Regions from separate parts of the Sus scrofa genome. Here region 2 is linked to region 1. A link is a contact called in public HiChIP or PLAC-seq data. All regions are on one chromosome and are shown on one strand. Each heading gives the region's core, a stretch centred on a gene start, on an enhancer-like site or on the middle of the called end of the contact. The rest is flanking DNA. Distances are from core to core; before and after follow the strand shown.

Evidence for each region. HiChIP or PLAC-seq counts read pairs in DNA pulled down with a chosen protein or histone mark.
Region 2: an H3K27ac HiChIP or PLAC-seq map of alveolar macrophages shows a contact between it and region 1. The contact joins the promoter of ANAPC16 here to the promoter of LOC106506033 in region 1. A contact is called at or near these places in 2 of 2 datasets of contacts at active chromatin or transcription factors (alveolar macrophages and skeletal muscle).

What each region holds. Positions count from the first base shown.
Region 1 is chr14:74,849,599-74,854,123 of Sscrofa11.1, forward strand. It overlaps LOC106506033, which reads right to left and starts at 2,221. Exons shown (of 2, transcript XM_013983307.2): 1 at 1,781-2,221; 2 at 770-1,503. The coding sequence starts at 2,102. The coding sequence ends at 824. It overlaps CHST3 (carbohydrate sulfotransferase 3), which reads left to right and starts at 1,333. Exons shown (of 3, transcript XM_001928637.4): 1 at 1,333-1,601.
Region 2 is chr14:75,080,311-75,084,835 of Sscrofa11.1, forward strand. ANAPC16 (anaphase promoting complex subunit 16) reads left to right here and starts at 2,363. Exons shown (of 4, transcript NM_001190225.1): 1 at 2,363-2,504. It overlaps ASCC1 (activating signal cointegrator 1 complex subunit 1), which reads right to left and starts at 2,671. Exons shown (of 11, transcript NM_001244083.1): 1 at 2,573-2,671; 2 at 611-752. The coding sequence starts at 722.

The sequences.
Region 1 (4,525 bases), core at 971-3,470:
ATAAAGGGGAAGAACAAAGGGGCTGAGATTAATCATTGTCTGTGACATTTCTTCCTTTTTTGTTTTTTTTTTTTGTTTGTTTTTTTTTTTTTTTTTGGCTGCACCCATGGCATGGGGAAGTTCCCAGGCCAGGGATCAAACCTCAGATCTGCACCACAGCAGCGACCCAAGCCACTGCCATGACATCGCCCGATCCTTAACTCACTGCACCACAGGAGAACTCCTGTCTGTGACATTTCTTTTTTTTCAACCTTTATAAAAATTGCAGTATAGTTAATTTACAATGTTGTGATGGTTTCAGGTGTACAGCAAAGTGATTCAGCTATACACACACATATATATAATATATATGTGTGTGTGTATATATATATATATATATACACACACACACACACACACACACAGAGCACATATATTCTTTTTCAGATTCTTTTCCTTTACAGGATAAGATATTGAATATTGTTCCCCAGGCTTTCTGTAACATTTATTAATTGAGGTTTCAGGAGTCAGGATGTCTCTGGTTTAGAATTCTCTGGCCAGGTGGTCCATGCCTCCAGGGCCCGGTAATTTATCTTGCCCTGGAGAAACAACCTGAGTTTGTACATTAATGATATCTATAACAGCATTTTTTGTACACTAACAATGTTACCAACAACAGCAATCTTAATGCATTAAGGATGTTATCAACAATAGTACTTTTAGTCATCCGATTCTGGCTGATCAGTGTTCAGTTAGCACAGGATCGAAGTCAGAGGGGACGAGAACGGAATGAAGTTTTGGATAGACACTTTAATCATAAAAAGTCAGTAAGGGAACTCGGGTTTTAGAAGGACTCGGTTTCTACAGGATGGGAGGCTGGAAGGGCTTGAGGGGCTCTGGCAGGGTGAAGCCGCGAAGATCTCCAGGCCACTTCCCCTCCAACCCACGCCCCCGCCTCCCCAGGACTTGGAGCTCTTCTCAGCCTGAAAGGGGGTAGGGATCCCAGCGGCCTGAACAGAGTCCCCGGAGAGAGGCGGGCCGAGGTGCAGCGCCGGGAACAAAGGCCCACAGAAGGGTCCTGGAGAGCGTGGCTCCCCGGGGGCCCGAGCGAGGACGGCCCCCTCTCTCTCAGTTCTTCCCTCTCCTCCCCTGCTCCTGCGGGGAGGCCTGGTGGGCCTGAGCTGCGCCAACTTCGCCAAAGGTTCCCAAATTGCCGGGGGCGCAGGGGTCGGAGCTGGGTGGGGTGAGGAAGAAAAAGAGGAGGAGGGGTGCTACCCGGACGCCTTGGACGCAGTTCAGGAATCCGCCGCTGCTGCCGGCCACTGCCGACTGGGGCTGAACGGGGAGGGCGCCAGGCAGGACCGCTTTCTCGCTGCGCAGGACGGCGCCCGCCTGGCGCCGCTTCCCGCCCGGCGTGCGAACCCGCCGGGCCGCGCCTCCATCCCTCCCCGCCGCGGTCCGCAAGGGGCTCGCAGAGCAGAGGCCGCAAGGGAGCTGGAGCCTCGGAGCCGCTTTTGCCGCGTTCTGCCGAGAGAAGCAAAGTTGCGGGCGGATGCTGCCAGCGCCGGACCCCAGCCTCGGAAAGTCGGAACCGCCCCCTCTGGAGGAGCCTCGGTGGCGGAGTAAGTAGGGCGCCCGCATCCCGAACCACCTCCGGGCCAGCGGGAGGCGGCCCAGCCGTGCGAACCCCCACTATCCCCGGTCGGGCACGCGCGCCAAACTTTGGAGGAAGTGGAGGCGAAACGGGGGGGTGGGAGAGGGATTTCCCGGCTGGAGGAAAACTCCACGCAGGCACCCATACCTCCAGACCCACTGCACCCAGGTTCACAACTGCCAGGTATGCACAGCTCACCACCTCTCGAGCCACAGACACAGCGCACGCACGCCACACCGACCAGACACACGCGGCATCCCAAAATGCACAATTCCGGGAGTGCGGACGTTTGGATCTTTAGACCAAGCATGTCCTCCTGCCTGCAAACGAATCTACTGTCTTTGTCTCTGCCCCTGCAGCCCCCCAGTGAGGTGTCCCCCAAGCGAGTCTGGCAGGGGAAGGGCTGCCTCGTCTTTGAAAACTCGTGGCCGGATCTCGAGGCCGAGGGTGGGGAGGGGAAATCCGACATTGCATTCGGCTCTCAGGGTTCATCAGGAGCGAGTTTGGTGTGGAAACTCAGTGTCTGGGTGATGTGTTTGGGTGTGCACAGCCCTTCCGGAGGCGAGGCCGGGAGAGAGGAGGGAATGATTCATAAACTCAGACCCAGCGTGTTAGGGTCTGTGAGCAGAGTAGAAAAGCCTGGCAGGCGATGCTGTACTGGACAACTGGGTGGTGACAGTGACAGGGCCTGCGAGGGAAGCACAGACCCTTCCCCCTAGCGGATGTGCTTCCTCAGAGGGACTTCCAGAGGATGGGCTGAGGAGATTCCGGCCCTGGGCTGTGTATAAGTAAAACGGGGTGGGGGATGTTTAAGACTCCAAGATCATGGAGAAAGCAGAGTCATTATGAAGCCTTATTTATTTTAGTTGCACCTGAAGTTGTTGTCTGTTTTCAGATGTCCTGGTGTCCTGGGGCTCCAGGGGGTTTCAAGGGTTGTCCTGGATCTCACACACTGCGGAGCACACTGTGGGTACTCAATAAATAGTTTGATAACTAACAACTCTGACAATTTATATATGTTAAGGGCACTCTATGAGCCAAGCCAGGTGGCCTCCATTGGTTTGGGATTGGTCTTTCTGCAGAGGAAGGGGCCCTGAGTGGTACCAGGGAGCCCTGCCTGATGTGTCTGGCCCAAGCAGCATTTTTCCACTGTGCCCTGTAGGCTGGCAGTGAGGACTTGAGTCTCAATATTGGCCTCTGCTTCCCTAAGAGGGACAATAGGAAAGTCTCCATTCTGCATCTGGTTAAGCTGGGAGTGCTGTGCGGTGTCTTTCCTGGTTCCTATTGGCCTGGCTGGAGATGGGACTCGTGAGGGGTCTAGGAGCTGTGTCCTCCAGCAGTGGCTCTTGGCTCTGTGGTGGTAGCAGGTGGAGGGGCGGTCACTGTACTGAGTGTTGGGTGGGTTCCTCTGCACCAGCTGGCATGAGCTTCCCAGAGGAATGGAAACATCTCATGTTCCTGGAACTGGGATTGCAAGCAATCCTGGGAATGATTCCCTACTGGCATGGAACTGGGAACATGCAAGGATGTGGGGGTGACTTGGCTATGTAACCACAAAGAAATGTGTCATTCCCCACCCCTGCCCCTTGGTGACTAGGTTTGGGGTGCATTTCAAGCTTCTCCATGGTCTTAATGCTGGAATTAGCAAAATATGTGGGCAGCACCCAGGATTGTGGCCCGAGATGAGAGTGATCTGGGCTTGGCCACCCCCAATTTCAGGTTGAACGCTGCAGCCAGTCCCTTCCCAATATCACCTTTCCACCTTACATCTTCTGTGAATCACGAGCTCTACGTTATCTCATTAAGGCCTTACATCCCGATGATGTTAGCATCTTATCACCATTTTACAGATTAGGAAACTGAGGCTTAAAAAGTTAAGTAACTTTTTTTTTTTTTTTTTGCTTTTTTTAGGGCCACACCCTCAGCCTATGGAAGTTCCCAGGCTAGGGGTCAAATGGGAGCTGTAGCTGCCAGCCGACACCACAGCCACAGCAACACAGGATCTAAGCCACATCTGCAATCTACACCACAGCTCACAGCAACGCCGGATCCATTAACCCACTGAGCGAGGCCAGGCATCGAACCTGCATCCTCACTGATACTAGTCAGATTTGTTTCCGCTGAGCCACGATGGGAACACCCTAAGTAACTTTTTGAGGGCCACACGGCTGGTAAGGGACAAAGCTAGGATTTGAACCTGGATGGTCTGGCTCTGGAACCCATACCACCTCCACCATACCCGGCTGTCTCTAAGGTCCTTAACTAGTTCTCCATAGCAACACGGAAGTGACACTGATGCACGTACTGGGTCCTGGGTCCCCTGACTGCAGTCCTCTTTTTATACATACTCTATCCTGCCACGGTTACATATGGGCCATGGCAATCAAAGGCTGGGTGGCACCAGGCTGCTAGAGCCTTGTATGTGGATTTGGAGTCAGGAAACCATGAGGGTTTGGGAGTGACTGGAGAGAGATGTTGGAGTAATTCCAGTAAGAGATGATTCACTGCCTATCTGAGAAATGGAGACAAAGCTACCACTTGTGACCATACAAGTCACAAGTTTGAGTTTGGGAGACTGCCCATTAAACATCCTCAAATGGATGACGATGTTTCTTTCCCCTTCTGGCTCTCGTCAGGGTAGACATCTATTACACAGGGAAGTCAGCTCTCACCTGAATATCAAGGGCCATGTCACGGCTGTCCTTCCCACCCCGACCACAAGCCTAGAGAGTTGGACTCGGTGGCAGTGTCAGGTCCTCAGGAGAGGTGGATAGAGCAGAGCCAGGGCAGCCAGGGCAAATGATAACCAGGCAGGTCACGTGGTCCCCAGTTCATGCTTTCTCACACAAGCCCCACAGAAAGAGAGTGGTTATCGTTCTCACTTTACAGATG
Region 2 (4,525 bases), core at 1,113-3,612, 230 kb after region 1:
ACCCTCAAGCCTTAGGCCCTAATGGAAAAGCTTATAAACCAAAAGGAAAAGAAAGCAGAGAACCTGAAAGGCCCTATTAAACCCAAGTCTTGAAAGTACTTATAATCCATCTCAACTGTTAACTTCTTAAAATTACCCCTGAATAATAATAATGTTGGTTTTGTACTTGAAACTGCCTGTATATGATTGCAGAGGAAAAGAAATTACGACACAGTAACAACAGCTAATGTTGGGTGCTGGATGAAACACCTTTACATGTGTTCATTTGTTTCAATAATTTATATAAATTAGTTTATAACTTCACAGATTAAAAAAAACTTAATTCTGTCAAAGAATATTAAGGGTTAATATTAACAGTTAACTAAAATTACTCATTATTACATGTAAGCTTCTATGCAAAGATGAAACACATCTTGACTCATGAACCCAGAATGCCTTGTCAAACTCAAGCACATCAGTGCCCTTGGACATCAACACAAAGGACGCCGTGAGCGGCCAAACATTTCAAATCAGTGCTCACACAGAAACACACTGAAACAAAACAAAGAATTGCTGCTACAATACAGAGAACACTTTACTTGTAATGAGACCAAAGAGCAACTAGGATTACCGTGATAATAATCATCGTCTTCTTCTTCATGTTGATAAGTCTGTTCTTGGATGGGATTCTTCCTGTAAACCCGGCCACCGATTCTTAGAAGCTGTGGACGCAGAACTTCCATGACACTTTCTCCAAACAGTCCAGCGAAATCCTGAAAAATAAATGATCACCTTACCTTTTGTTTTAATCAGAAATAAACCCTACCTCTATTATCTAGATCTTTATGTAGGTATGAAAGAACAAAATTGGGCATCAGTTCACAATACATCCCAAGCCAAAGCAGCACTGTTTCCATTCGATTTCTCCTATCTATAAGCTGTTTTAAGCCAACTGATGCAGTTTCCACTACACTATTCCACTGCTGGCTCACTCTAGATAATTTGTAAACTATTGGCATTCCCCAAAAAAGTGATTAAAAGATACTGAGCTTGTCCATGGCTTTGACAGAAAGAACAGAGGTCTCTTTGTAACATTAACCTTTAGGAGTAAAATGCAATCTTCTGTGTTTACCTAAACATTTGCAGTGTCTCACCCACTCTAACCAGCATGGTAATTAAGAAAAGCAGGGATATTTAATACACTTATCCTCAAGGGGAGGACAAAAGATCCTGAAGAACTTTTAGAGGTGTTAAAACTATATGCGCAACAAAATCAAAATGCCTATCAGAATCAAATATGACTTAAGCAACATGGTTCTCCAAACGAACACATTGCTGAGGGGAGGAATCCAATTTCTGTGGGCCCCCAAACTGTACATCACTTCACTGAGAGGCCAAGCTTCTAAACATCACTTAAAGAATCAATAATTCTGGAAAGAGGAGTTCCCTTCATTGCTCAGTGGTTAACAAACCCGACTAGGAATCATGAGGATGCGGGTTCCATCCCTGGCCTTGCTCAGTGGGTTAAGGATCCAACATTTCTGTGAGCTGTGGTATAGTTCCTGTGGGCTTAGATCCCCCACGTTGCTGTGGTTGTGGTGTAGGCTGGCAGCTACAGCTTCAATTCGACCCCTAGGCTGGGAAGTTCAACATGCCGTGGGTGCAGCCTGAAAAAAAGAAAAAAAAAATCTGGAAACAAAGATTCCTTATGGGCTAGCCATAGTTAAGCTCAACCAATGTTCCCACTATATGTGTTAGACGGTCATGAAGCCCAAAATAAGTTAGAGTTCCCCCTCAAAAAATCAATTCTCACTAAATACCCTAACGCTCAACCCAATCCCAGCAAGAAAATAGCTTTAATTGGTAATTTGCTTACAGAACCAAGTGGTGATTTCCTGTTGAGATTAGCAGTAAAATGAATAAAATAATAAGTAAAATAAACAGACTTGAATGTCAGAAGGGGTATAATTATCAAGTTTAATGACTTTACATCCTAGTGCCCTATTCCTCCAGGACCTTTCAAATAAATCTCTCCACAAAAGTAGATTTTAATGTTAAGGAAGGGCGCTGAGACTGAGCTCTGGGAAAGAGCGTTGTCTGAGATAGGAAGCTGTTCATCTGCCTTTCCTTGGGATACGAGTCTGCTCAGAAGGATGGCGGAATAACAAATTTAACCCTGCAGCGTGACGGTTTGGTAAGAGAGAGCAAAGCAGAAGGCCTGAAATGCCGTGCGTTAAGATAAAACCCTAAATGACAAAAGTGAGCAAGAAAAAATAAAACGAGTACTCCAAAGGTAGCGGAGAAATACGGACCCCACAGCAAAAAGAAAATCCGGGAACGAGGAGGAGAAGGACCCGGAAGTCCTCTCCGCCCCGGCCACGCCCACTACTGCAAGGGGCACGCGCACGCCGCTGCCGGTCCCTCCACGCGGGCGCGAGCACGGCGCCGCCCTTGTCGATGTTAACTCGGCCGCACCAGTCGGCCTTGGGGGCGGGGCTGTAGGGGAAAGTGCCAAAGCTGCTGAGGTAAGTGGCCGAGGGCTCAGGGACCCTCGAGAGCCTGGTGGAAAGGGACTTGATCTCTGGGATCCTACCTGCAGGGACTAGTAAAATGGAGAAAGTAGGAGGAGGAATGGGAGCCTGCCGCAGAGGGCGTGCAAGAGGAAATTTCCTTAGGCCGCGCCTGGCTAGTGCGCATGCGGGCCGAGGGCTGGCGCCTGCGCAGTGGAACGGCGCTGTTGGCGTAGCCCTCTGGGGACTCGATGGCGGGTCGGGGTGGGGGTGGGGGTGAGGCTGTGGCTGTGACTTGGAGGTAGCTTGAGAACCGTTGGCGTTCTGATCCCTCCTCTTGGCAGCCCATTTCTTTCCGCCCCACTTGTTTTTAGCTGCACATCTTTTTGAATGGTAATCCAGCTGTTTAAGTGAAACACAGCGGAATGAATGTTTTCTTGATGATGGAGTTTAATAATTGCTTCTAATAATTTGCCATTGTACCAGCGTACTTCCTTCAGTATCTTTATGATAGGACATTTTTAAAAGGAAAAGGTTCTTTCTAAGATAGGTATATATCTGCCAGGAAGGAAAGTAGTTTATGAATACGAGGTCATCCCCATCGTATATGAAGTAAATGTGTTGATTATCTCACCAATGTGAACACAGCCGTGCTGTATCTCCCCAGAGAGCATTGTTCTACTGCAAGGATCGCTACTGCTAATAGTTCCAGCTTTCCTGATAGCGTCAAATCCCAGGTTACCTCATCATCAGTATTTAAACATTTGTCAAAATTTTACAGAGCATCAACTTTGGGCATAGCAGCCAAGTGGGAGAAAGAGTTATGTAAATAGATCTGCAGAATGAGGAAGAAAAACAAAATGATAATGAACCAGTCCTCTTCATACCAATCTTCTCTAGCCCCTGGGTAACCTTTGCTGAGCTGCTCGCCCTGTGTTCTGTCATTTGTTCATTATTCAGGAGAAATTGTGATCCAGGTTCTGTGCTAGGCCTCCAGGGTAAAAAGATAACTCCTCCCCCTTTTCCTAAGAAAGGGGTTCTTCCTAAGATTATGAACCTTAAAAGTGTGAAGTGCATGTTAGTGTGAAGTGCATGTTCCCTCTTTCTGAGCAGGTTCTTTCCCCTCTAGGAGTGTGCTGACTATATGTCAAATGGAGGGAGTAATAACTTTTCCCTTGAGTGTGTTGAAACAATAAGTATGAAAAACCGGGATCTGGATAAAGCAGTGAGATCCTGCTGTATGGCACTGGGAACTATATCTAGTCACTTGTGATGAAGCATGATGGAAGATAATGTAAGAAAAAGAATGTATATATGTGTGCGTGACTGGGTCACTTTGCTGTACAGTAGGAAATTGACAGGACACTGTAAACCAACTTAATGGAAAAAATAAAAATCATTTAAAAAAACTGATCTGGCATAGGGAAAAAATGATTCAGGAAAAAATCATTAGTGATTTTGGATAACTAATATTAAGTGTTTACTGTACCTATAACTGTTCAAATTGCTTTAATTATATTAAGCTTCCTAACATGTCTGAGGTAGGCACTATCATTATCCCAATTTTAGAGATGAGGCAACTGAAGAGTAAAGAAGTTAAATGATTTGTCCCGAGTCATACAGATACGAGCCTAGACCAAGAGGCTTCAGCCTGACCTCTTAACCACTATGCTCTTTCACCTCTCACATGGCACATGACATGCCAAAAAGCCATTGTTTAAAATATGGCCCAGCAAATAAGCTAAAGTCTCTACACCTCAGTTTTGTTTGGTCATCTGTAAAATAAGGGAAGTGGATTAGATGACCTTAAAGGAGGAATCTTGTGGTTCTGTGAAATGCTTAACTCATTCAGCAAACATTTATTTAAATCAACAGCTACTTAGTATAGGCCAAGCATAATGTTTGGTTCTGGTGATCCAAGTGACTGCCTTCATAGAACAGTTACAAACTAGGGTTTATTGTTTGTTTCACTTTCATTCATCACATACCACCTGCTGGTAGCACTCAGAATCTCACCTAAATTTTTAAAGCTAGAA